Linked DNA regions of Anas platyrhynchos: region 1 is linked to region 2. A link is a contact called in public Hi-C data. All regions are on one chromosome and are shown on one strand. Each heading gives the region's core, a stretch centred on a gene start, on an enhancer-like site or on the middle of the called end of the contact. The rest is flanking DNA. Distances are from core to core; before and after follow the strand shown.

Evidence for each region. Hi-C and Micro-C count contacts between places; a contact is called where the count stands out from the background.
Region 1: a contact with region 2 is called in a Hi-C map of F1 follicle, with 3 times the contacts expected there. The contact joins two enhancer-like sites. A contact is called at or near these places in 7 of 8 Hi-C or Micro-C datasets (F1 follicle, F5 follicle, liver and 3 more).

Annotation. Positions count from the first base shown.
Region 1 is chr2:152,961,147-152,965,481 of IASCAAS_PekinDuck_T2T, forward strand. All of the region lies in intron 5 of PRKAG2 (protein kinase AMP-activated non-catalytic subunit gamma 2), which reads left to right. Among named protein-coding and RNA genes, the nearest start is that of RHEB, 33 kb to the right of the region's middle. Within about 2 kb of position 2,640, at least 3 of the 8 cell types and tissues checked have an H3K27ac peak or open chromatin away from gene starts, as enhancers often do. A contact at or near this core is called in F1 follicle, where this site is marked.
Region 2 is chr2:152,761,110-152,765,512 of IASCAAS_PekinDuck_T2T, forward strand. No RefSeq gene overlaps it. Among named protein-coding and RNA genes, the nearest start is that of GALNT11, 9.5 kb to the left of the region's middle. Within about 2 kb of position 2,707, at least 1 of the 8 cell types and tissues checked has an H3K27ac peak or open chromatin away from gene starts, as enhancers often do. A contact at or near this core is called in F1 follicle, where this site is marked.

The sequences.
Region 1 (4,335 bases), core at 1,390-3,889, 200 kb after region 2:
TAAAATGAAGCAGTTAATTTCATAGTGAACTTGGAAGCAGCAGTTACCCAAACAATTGTTTCGGTTCCCGAGGAATCTGTGTGTTTGCAGCCATCTGAGAGCTGGTAATGCCAGCAGCTCTCCATCTAATCGTGAGGAGCAGGGCTGCTGCAGCGGCACGATTGTGGGCTGTGGTGGAACTAACTCTTAGCTGAAAGAAAACACCTTTTGTGGAACGCCGTGTCTGTGGTTCCAGGAACAAGCTTTAGGAGTGATCTGCTACCAGTGCAGAAACACAAGGAGGGTAATAAGATAAAAAAGCTCGTGGCTTTGTGTTGTTGAAACTGGGAAATGTGCATGGTTCAGGATCTTCTTGCTGGGCCTGCCTGCTGGGGTACAGCACAGAAAGGCAGCCTGCGGCTTGCAGGAAACACAGCTGGAAACTTCCTTTCGGCTTTTATGTAGTGCTGTTCGTGGCTTTTCAGTGTGTGCTGGCCATGTGTTACTGCAGGTTCCTGTTGTCCATCTGCAGGCAATTCTTCTTTCTCTTTTTTTCTTGAAGGCCTTGAAATTCTGAGGGGGAAGACACAGTAGAAAAGCACCCCGAGTGGCAGCAAAGGGATGGGAGGAACTGAAGGTGTCTCTGCAGGGGATCTCTGAGAAATGGTTTCACTGTAGAAGTTTCCTTTTCACTTAGGAGGAGTATTCAGACACAAGCTCCACCAAAGAGCTCTCTAAATAGATAATTACACCTAGTGCCAGGTCCCACCGTGATCTGAGTCAGCACTGCTGAGTAGTTCATCCTTGGCTTTTTTTATTTGGGGAGAAAAGCCACAAAGTTTTTCAAAATATTTGCTGTCTGAAATAAAGTTAAAGCATCTCTGTCATAGGGGAGGGTGGGAGAGAAAGGAGTAAAAATGGCTTGGTGTTAAGTATGTAAGGTGGTGGGGTGGATTGGGAGGGGAAATAGCTTGATCTTCTCTTTAAAGGATCCCTGCCTGTTAGGAATAAGGTGAGGGTGTGTGATAACTTTCCCCTATACAAGGCCTTAAGACAGGCTGTAATCAGGTGCTTAAATAGTCCAAAAGTCTTGTAACCTTTCAGGTAACTTCTGCTTGTGCTCTGTCTATAAAAAAAATTACAGAAGAAAGCCCTGGGGGTTGGAGCGTTTTGCCTTCACCTCTGACTTGTGGGGAGGGAGTGCACGTAGAGAACGTCCTCTTGCAGCACAACTTTCTGATCCATCTTCAAGAAACGGGCTTTCACTAGGGAATACCCTGCAGAAACAAACTCACTCGTAGTGGACTCCTCTCCCCTGATCCCTGCTGTAGATTAAGATGCCTCCTGCTGGGAATCTGTTCTGTCAGTGAGCCAGGCAACGTTCAGCTCATCAGCTGTAGGAAGCTGAGGTCTGGCTGGAGGCAGCATCCTAAATCGTGGTGTAGGTCCAGCAAATGTATTCCCCAGGGCTTCTTTGCAGCTGCCTTTGCTGAGTCTGGACTCCTGGAGCTGTCTGGTGCCATTCCAGCCTCACACACGTTACGGGAGTTACAGGAGCAGTTTGTGAAAGGTGTACGTCAGGCTTCTGCCTCGGAGAGAGGGAATACAATTGCCAGGAGTGGCAGGGACGGGCTGTGCTTGGCGCTGCTGCCGTGCCACTGCAGCTTGTGCTCCCCTAGGAGGCCCTGCCCTCAGAATTCCCGTAGCTTGTAGTCCTTCTGTGGCTTCTGCTACAGCTCGGGGCATCCCTTACTGTAACTGGGCTTCTGCACATGAGATCCAGATGCAAATCTAATCCTGGATACCTCAATTCCTTCTTCCAGCAGGAGCAGAGGGTCTGCGTTACTTGTCCATGTCGTGCACCCTTCTGGTATCAACACCTGAGTACGCTGCTGATCTGGGGTGAAAGAATAGACAGGATATGTACGTACCTCCTGCCCGTGGGGTAAATTGAGGAGTCCCGAGCCTGCTGGAGACCTCTTCTCCTTTCAGCAGCCACACACACCAATAACTCACACACAGTTCTCGTACAAAGAGCAAGCTGGAGGCAGCTCCTCAGTACTTGTGGGTAGCTGAAGGGCTTGGAAGGTCCTGAATATCCTTTCCAGTTGCCACTTGACGACACCACGTCGAGCATACGAGGTAGCGCAGCAGGGCGTATGTTTTGCATGTGTAGTTTGTGGCTGCTACAGCAGGGCATTATGCTGGCCCGTGGTGTCAGGATCTGCAGAAACAAACCTCAGTTCCAGCTGGACAATTGCATCCTTGTTTAGATCCTGCTGGAGTTCCCTCGCTATTTTTGTAGCTGTTAAACACAGGGCTCACAGATCACCGTCTTGCGCTTCTGAGCGTTTCCAATCTGAACTTTCCATCCTCGGGGAAGGAACCGGCTGCTTTGTGGTGCCTGGGGGATGCGCCTGATGCTGATTTCTGAACTGGGAGACAAACTCGGGTGAGGTAGCAGCACCTAGCCAACCCCACACATCCCGAATGGGTGAAGATTGTTCAGGTCTGGTTAAAAGTTTGTGTTCAGAGCGTGTGCTGAGCAAGAGGAGGGTTTCTAGGCACATCTTTACCGCGCTGGTCCATGCAGAGGTCAGAGCTGTGCCTGCCGTTCCCGACCTTGCCTGATTAAAGCTGGCAACAAGCTCACTCAGCAATTACTGCCCTCGCTGCATTTGCATAACTGGTGGTAGGCCGACAGAACGGTACCCAGCGATGACGTGCTCTGCGAAGGGTGACATCTTTTCAGCTAAAAACAGTTGCTGGTTTTGCAGTTCATCAGCTATTTGATATATATTTAAAAAAAAAAAAAGCTGATTGTATGCAAAGTAACATTGTCTCCTCCACCTCCTCCTTCTAGTTTGCTCTTTAAGAAGAAAGCCAGCCATAGCTCGCCCTGCTGCAGGGTCAGTGAATTCGCTTTGTGCAGCCAGTAGCTGTGGAAGCTGTTGAGGAAGCTGCGGGGTGATAAGCTGTTGCTATATTACAGAGTTACATAAAGCGTTCTCTGTTCCCAACTGCCTTTTTTGACCTCCCTTATGCCTGCCCTTGCCGAGTCAGTACCAGTTCCCCTTTGGTATCATCTTATAAAGGCTGCTTCGCACCAGCCTTGTCCGAGTCAATCTGCCTCATTCTTCCCCTATCGGTTTGCTCGCATTGTTTCCTAATCTCTTATCAATTTCTCCTAGCTCCTGCTATTTTCACTCCTGGTCCTGACCTTTATAGGAACATAAATCCAACGAACGATTTACTTTTTTTTCTGCTTCTTTCTAGTTGAACTCTCTTCTGTATTCCTCTAGAACTGCTGCTTGGGTTTTGGTGGGGAAAGGGCTTCTTTAAAGAGTAGGGGGAGCTGGAAATGAAGGACTTAACTTGACACGCAGAGAGACTGCCTGTATGTTACAGTAGCTGCTACAGGGGAGTTCCATCTTGGCTTCTGTAGGATTGGACTAAAACTGTGCTGAGCCACCCTGTGGAAGTGACATTTTCTCTGGCACTAGAGGATTAATTTTGAGCACATGTAGCAAACGAGGATTTTGAGGTTTATAGCTTTCTAACACCAAGTTCTTCAATGGTTAGTAGGTAGTTCAGGTTTGTTTTTTGTTTTTTTTTCCTTGCTCTGCAAAAGCACAGCATGACCGAGTTCCAGCACAGTGTTACAGGATTGCAAGGGTGCACGTCTGATAGGGAGGTTAACCTTGACTGAGCTGCAGGTACCTACTGTAAAGAACATAGGGCCAAAGGGCTTTAAAAAAAAAAAAAAGTAACATACCCAAGCAGATCTAAAGACTGTACGCATGTGCATCTAAGCTTGATAAATGCAAAATTAATTTAATATAGATTGGATCGTGTGTCCTTGTTACAGACAAATCATGTTTAACAACAACAACAACAAAAAAAGAAAACTTGCAAAAAAAAGAGTCCAGCCCCAATGGATCCTGTTTTCATAAATGAACTGTGGGATTTGTGAGGTTTTGTGTAACGTAGTTTGAATGGAGCGGTGCCGATTGGGGAACTTGTTATCAGAGCAATATTAACTTAAGGCTTAGTTAAGCCTGATGCTACTTAAATTTCCAACTTGCTTTGTACGTAATTGGAGTTCAGGTACCAAGTATGCATAGTCAATAGCTTGCTGTTAGGGAAACAAAACCGAAACGTAACGCTTTAGTACTGAAGTCCTTTCTTGTCGAGGAGAAGCCATGCATTTGCCCGTGTGCTATTAAATTGGAAAGGAAAGAAGTGAAATGCAAAGTGCAGGACGATGAACTGTCTGTCTAGATCTGAAAGCATGGATTTGAGTTTTGCTGTAGGGATGTCCTGCAATGGTGTTCAGTTGATTTGGCATGCTTTTTA
Region 2 (4,403 bases), core at 1,457-3,956:
CTATGCAGAATCAAAGTGCTGAGCAGTTCCTTTTACATTTACTCATTATTTTATCATTTAAAAATATTTAAAAGCTCAGGATAATTTTGGGGACTATTAAAAAACCCTAATGCAAATAACACGACCTTTGTGTTAATGATTTTAGTGAAGGATTATTAGTAGGCAATTAAATGAATGACCGGAGGAAGCCATTATTGCGCTGTCTGAAAATGTCAAACTCTGAAAGAAGTATACAGCCTAAGGAAAATGGTGAAAATGGAAGATAAGTACTGCTAAAATCTATCCTGGATAGATATTGCACTGGACAAGGGGATAATGTAACATTCTGTGCAGGCTGCAAGATGCCCCCTGGTGTTACAAAGCTCTGCTTTTCGTTCTGTTCAGACAACGTACACAGTCAAAGCAGGATAAAACATCCGAGGTGTTGATAGAGGAGAAGAAAGCATAAATGGGAAATGGAAGCTACAGAAAGCTGTGAAGCTGGAGAAGGGGGATTGGTAGCAGTGCCATTTAGGGTCTAGCTGCCATTTGCAATAAGAAGAATCTCAGTTTTGGGTAACATTTTCAGTAGCAGGAATTAGGGGATGCTGGGTGACAGGCAAAGAGAAGCCACAAAGGGGGTGGTGATGGGGATCCCTCATGGAAATCCCAATTTGGAAGAGGTCAGCAGTATTTTGTGGATGCTATAGGTGGAAGGAAGGCTTGGAGAGGCTTTGGAGAGCTGCAGAGAGGTGTCTCCCTCTTCACCCTGATGTTTCTGCCATACCACCTTGAGGGTTATAGGACCCCCTGACCTGTCCTTTCCAGTCATGTCTCACCTACTACCACAAGCAGCAGTACCTCCTGTCTTCTTCTCCCTACGGCAATTTCTACTTGCTTGGGGCTGCTGAGAAAGGAAGGAGAACCAGGGAGGGGACAGGAGAAAAGGGGCTATTTCCACCAAGGGGAAAGGAGGACTAGAAAGTGCCAAGCCAAAGAGGAAGGCTGTAGGGAGCAAGGCTTTCTGTTCCTATCTCTGGGGTCAAATATCACTGCTCCTAAGGACTGCAGTTCCAGTTCTGGTGCCTATTTCCCTTTTTTTTGGAGACAGCAGTGGCTGTGTGGGCAGATGGCAGGTATGGCCTGTGTGACTTGATGTTTCTTAGTCCAGAACCATGAATAGAGTCCCTGTTTCCCCAAATAGCAGTGTTCTGACTACTAGGACACTCTCATGCAAAAGCCCTAGTTTTCAGGTAGAGCTTTTTGTATTCAAATGCAGACATTTAAGCAACAAAGGGTAAAAGTATTCCTTGTTATGAAAATGCTAATAAGCACCTAATAGTATCCTGAACACAAGAAAGGGACAGGAAAGAAGTGGAAATGAAATATTTTCAAGGTCTAAGATCAAGCTGGTTGGCATGAGGGAGATTTCCTTGTAATAGTCTTGTCAAGGAAGAGAGAAGAACATTGTAATAAGGATGAGATAAACTAAAAGCCCATTCTTGCCTCTAAACTGGCATGGCTCTTCACCAACCTTAAGTGGCCGTACTCGATGCTAGCAAGTGGCTCCGTGGGGCTGGTTTTCCAGGACCCTTCTGGAAATAAAGTCACATAAACTGTGCGGAACTAAGAATGTATACACAAGAACAGAATCAAAAGCAAGTGATATTAAGATTAGAGGGGAATTCCTACATTATAACATAGCCATTTGTAACTGGATATTCAATATTTGCAACTTTCATTTGTGGGATCTTGAGATGGCAAAAAAAAAAAAAAAAGGCAGATGGTTTCATTCACAAGCTATTTTCAATATTTTCTGAATATAAAATCTCTGCCCCTTTTGTATGTCCTTATGAAGGAAAAAAGATCATGTCATCTTGTATCATTAAGAGAAAATACCAGGGTTTAGCTAGGTGGCTGATTTTTATGTCGATATAGTTTGGAGATTGATCAATTGTGAAAGTTTTGGTTCTCTTGTGAATTAGATGAGTGAGGACAGGGCACTTAGGAAATGAGGGCAAAATCCCTTTGAACAGATCAGTATTGGTTGTAATAAAATTCGCAGCATTTCATTATGTAAAAATATGTTGTAAACCAAACAATACTCGTGTTGTTCTTATAGCCTTCACTGCCAAAGGAAATAAGGTCAGAAATTCAGCTTTCATTGTAATGAAAACCTCCAGTCCTTGTGGACAGAGGAATAAGACCTTGAAAATTTGACCTATGTGTAAAATGTTGTCTTATATTACAAGATTAAAATTTAAAGAGAGAGAGAGAGAAATCTCTTCTAGTGACTTTTAGTAAAGCCATTCTGAATTTACAGAGACCAACTCCTGTTTGTGTCAGTTCTCAGACGGGTAATACTGAGCATACGTCCCAAAGATGCCCAGTGGCACCGTACCAATTTGAGCTAAGCCGAAATACATTATCCCTTCTTTTAAATGCAAGTTTCTGCTCTACCATATTATAGAGCCATGTTATCTGAGAGTTGCAAAGCAATACCAGATGGTGGTTAGATGTAGTTTGGCTGGAATTTGCGGTTTCTCTTGTCTAGCCACATGTTTCACCACTTGCAAGCTTCTAAATTATATTGTTCAATTATTTGTCTCCTTGGCTCAATATTCTCTTTCTCTTCTGATTGCAATTCTTCATGCGTTCACTAGGTGGGTCCCCACAACAGTACACAGGGTGAGCAATGTGTTGAATAGCCTGAATTCCTTTTGGGAAATGTATCTCCCAGTCGGTTTTATTACCACTTTTTGGGCAGAAGTTCACTGCCCCACGTGTTCTGATGTGCAATTTAGTGATTTCAAAAACGGATTAAGTGCTGCGAAGTTGTCATAAAGGGACTGGGTTTAGGGATCTTCCTAAGATTATTCCCTCCTAATGTATCTGTTTAAACTGGGGTTTAAAACAAATGTGCTCTTCTTGTAGCCAGTTGTATATAGCCATATCAAACTTTGCAATCATTTTACCTTTCAAAGGGTGATGCAAAGCTGGTTGGTTAGCAACATCAAATATATTCCTCCCTTCCAAAATCAGAAGTTAGCCAGCATGTCTTAAATGCTTTGTGACTTTCCATGCTAGTCAAAACAACAAAAATCAGTATCCTTTTCCATGTTTGTTAGATATTTACTGTCTACGCAATATTTTTTAGCTAAAATCTTCAGAAATTTTCTTTCCAAGTATGATTGCTTTATATGAGCAAGTGGGTACTTATATCAAATAAATAAATAAATAAATAAATAAATAAATAAATTTACTCCCTAAACCTGACCAAAACAAAATCTAAACAGAAAAGTTTAGTTCTTTCTATCCCATAAAGCCCCATGAAGAAGATAAAGGGGAAAAAAAAAAGTGAGAGACTAACAATATTTCTTAATGTCCTGTTAGAAATCCAGTGTAACGCAAAGGTTGGTAGCATAAGAGGTTGACACGTGCATATTGTGAGCATTTTTTATGCTCCCCCAGCCAGATTCTGAATGTGATTCCTGCCTGTTGCAGCACCCATCTGTCACATTAACCTGGGAGAAAACTGCAAGTCAGGAACAGGGCAGCTATTCAGCCTGCTAATTCTCATAGTTAGGGCTGTATGGTCTTTAAAAGCCCTGGTGCTCTGAATGAGGAGGCACGCTACGTGTACTGTCTCGGGTTGTCTTCACCCTGCTCTGAATGAGCATCAATTAGCCTTCAGAAAGCTCTGTACTGTCACGTCCAGGCTGCTTCTGACATTCAGGCTTGTATATATAAGGCTCTCTCTCTCTAGTATAGTCTGTTGTGTTATCTTCAGACTGAGTAACCCCTGGGTGGCTTATCAGTTACCTTTCAATGCCTACTTCTCATACCTTGGCACTTACAGAAAGAAGAATGAAACAGCCTAGCTAATTATTGTGAGGCTAGTTTTACTTTTTCCTCTTCCTTCATTCCCTCTCTTATCCGGGCTCATTAAGTGAATCTATTTCATCTGCTTATTTGACATGGTAAGCCAATTCATCTGGAAGTCTAGCAAGAAATGCAAATTCTGATTGAACTAAAGGTTTTGTTTCATGGGATCTATGTTTAGAGGGCAAAGAAAGGGTTCAGAAAATTCTTGCATTATATATGACAAAGATAAACTGAAAACTAAAATAGGTTCTTTTCTTGCTCTGTGACTAAGTTGTATTAAATAAAGCTGATATTCATTATTGAATATATTTAAACTCAGGAAACCTTGGTCCATCAAATAATGAATGTCAGACAAGACAAAGACTGCCGCAGTACACAGTGGCACAGTAGTGCTTAATGTCAGAGATCTGGCTTAAAATTGATCCTCAGCAGTGGCTGTAGCATCTGATTTCCTGGTTTTAGCAAGTAAGTAGGTAGAATTTTCTGTGTTTTACCAAAGCCAGGTTTAATGATCTCCTTGGCTTCATTTTGATGGCAAG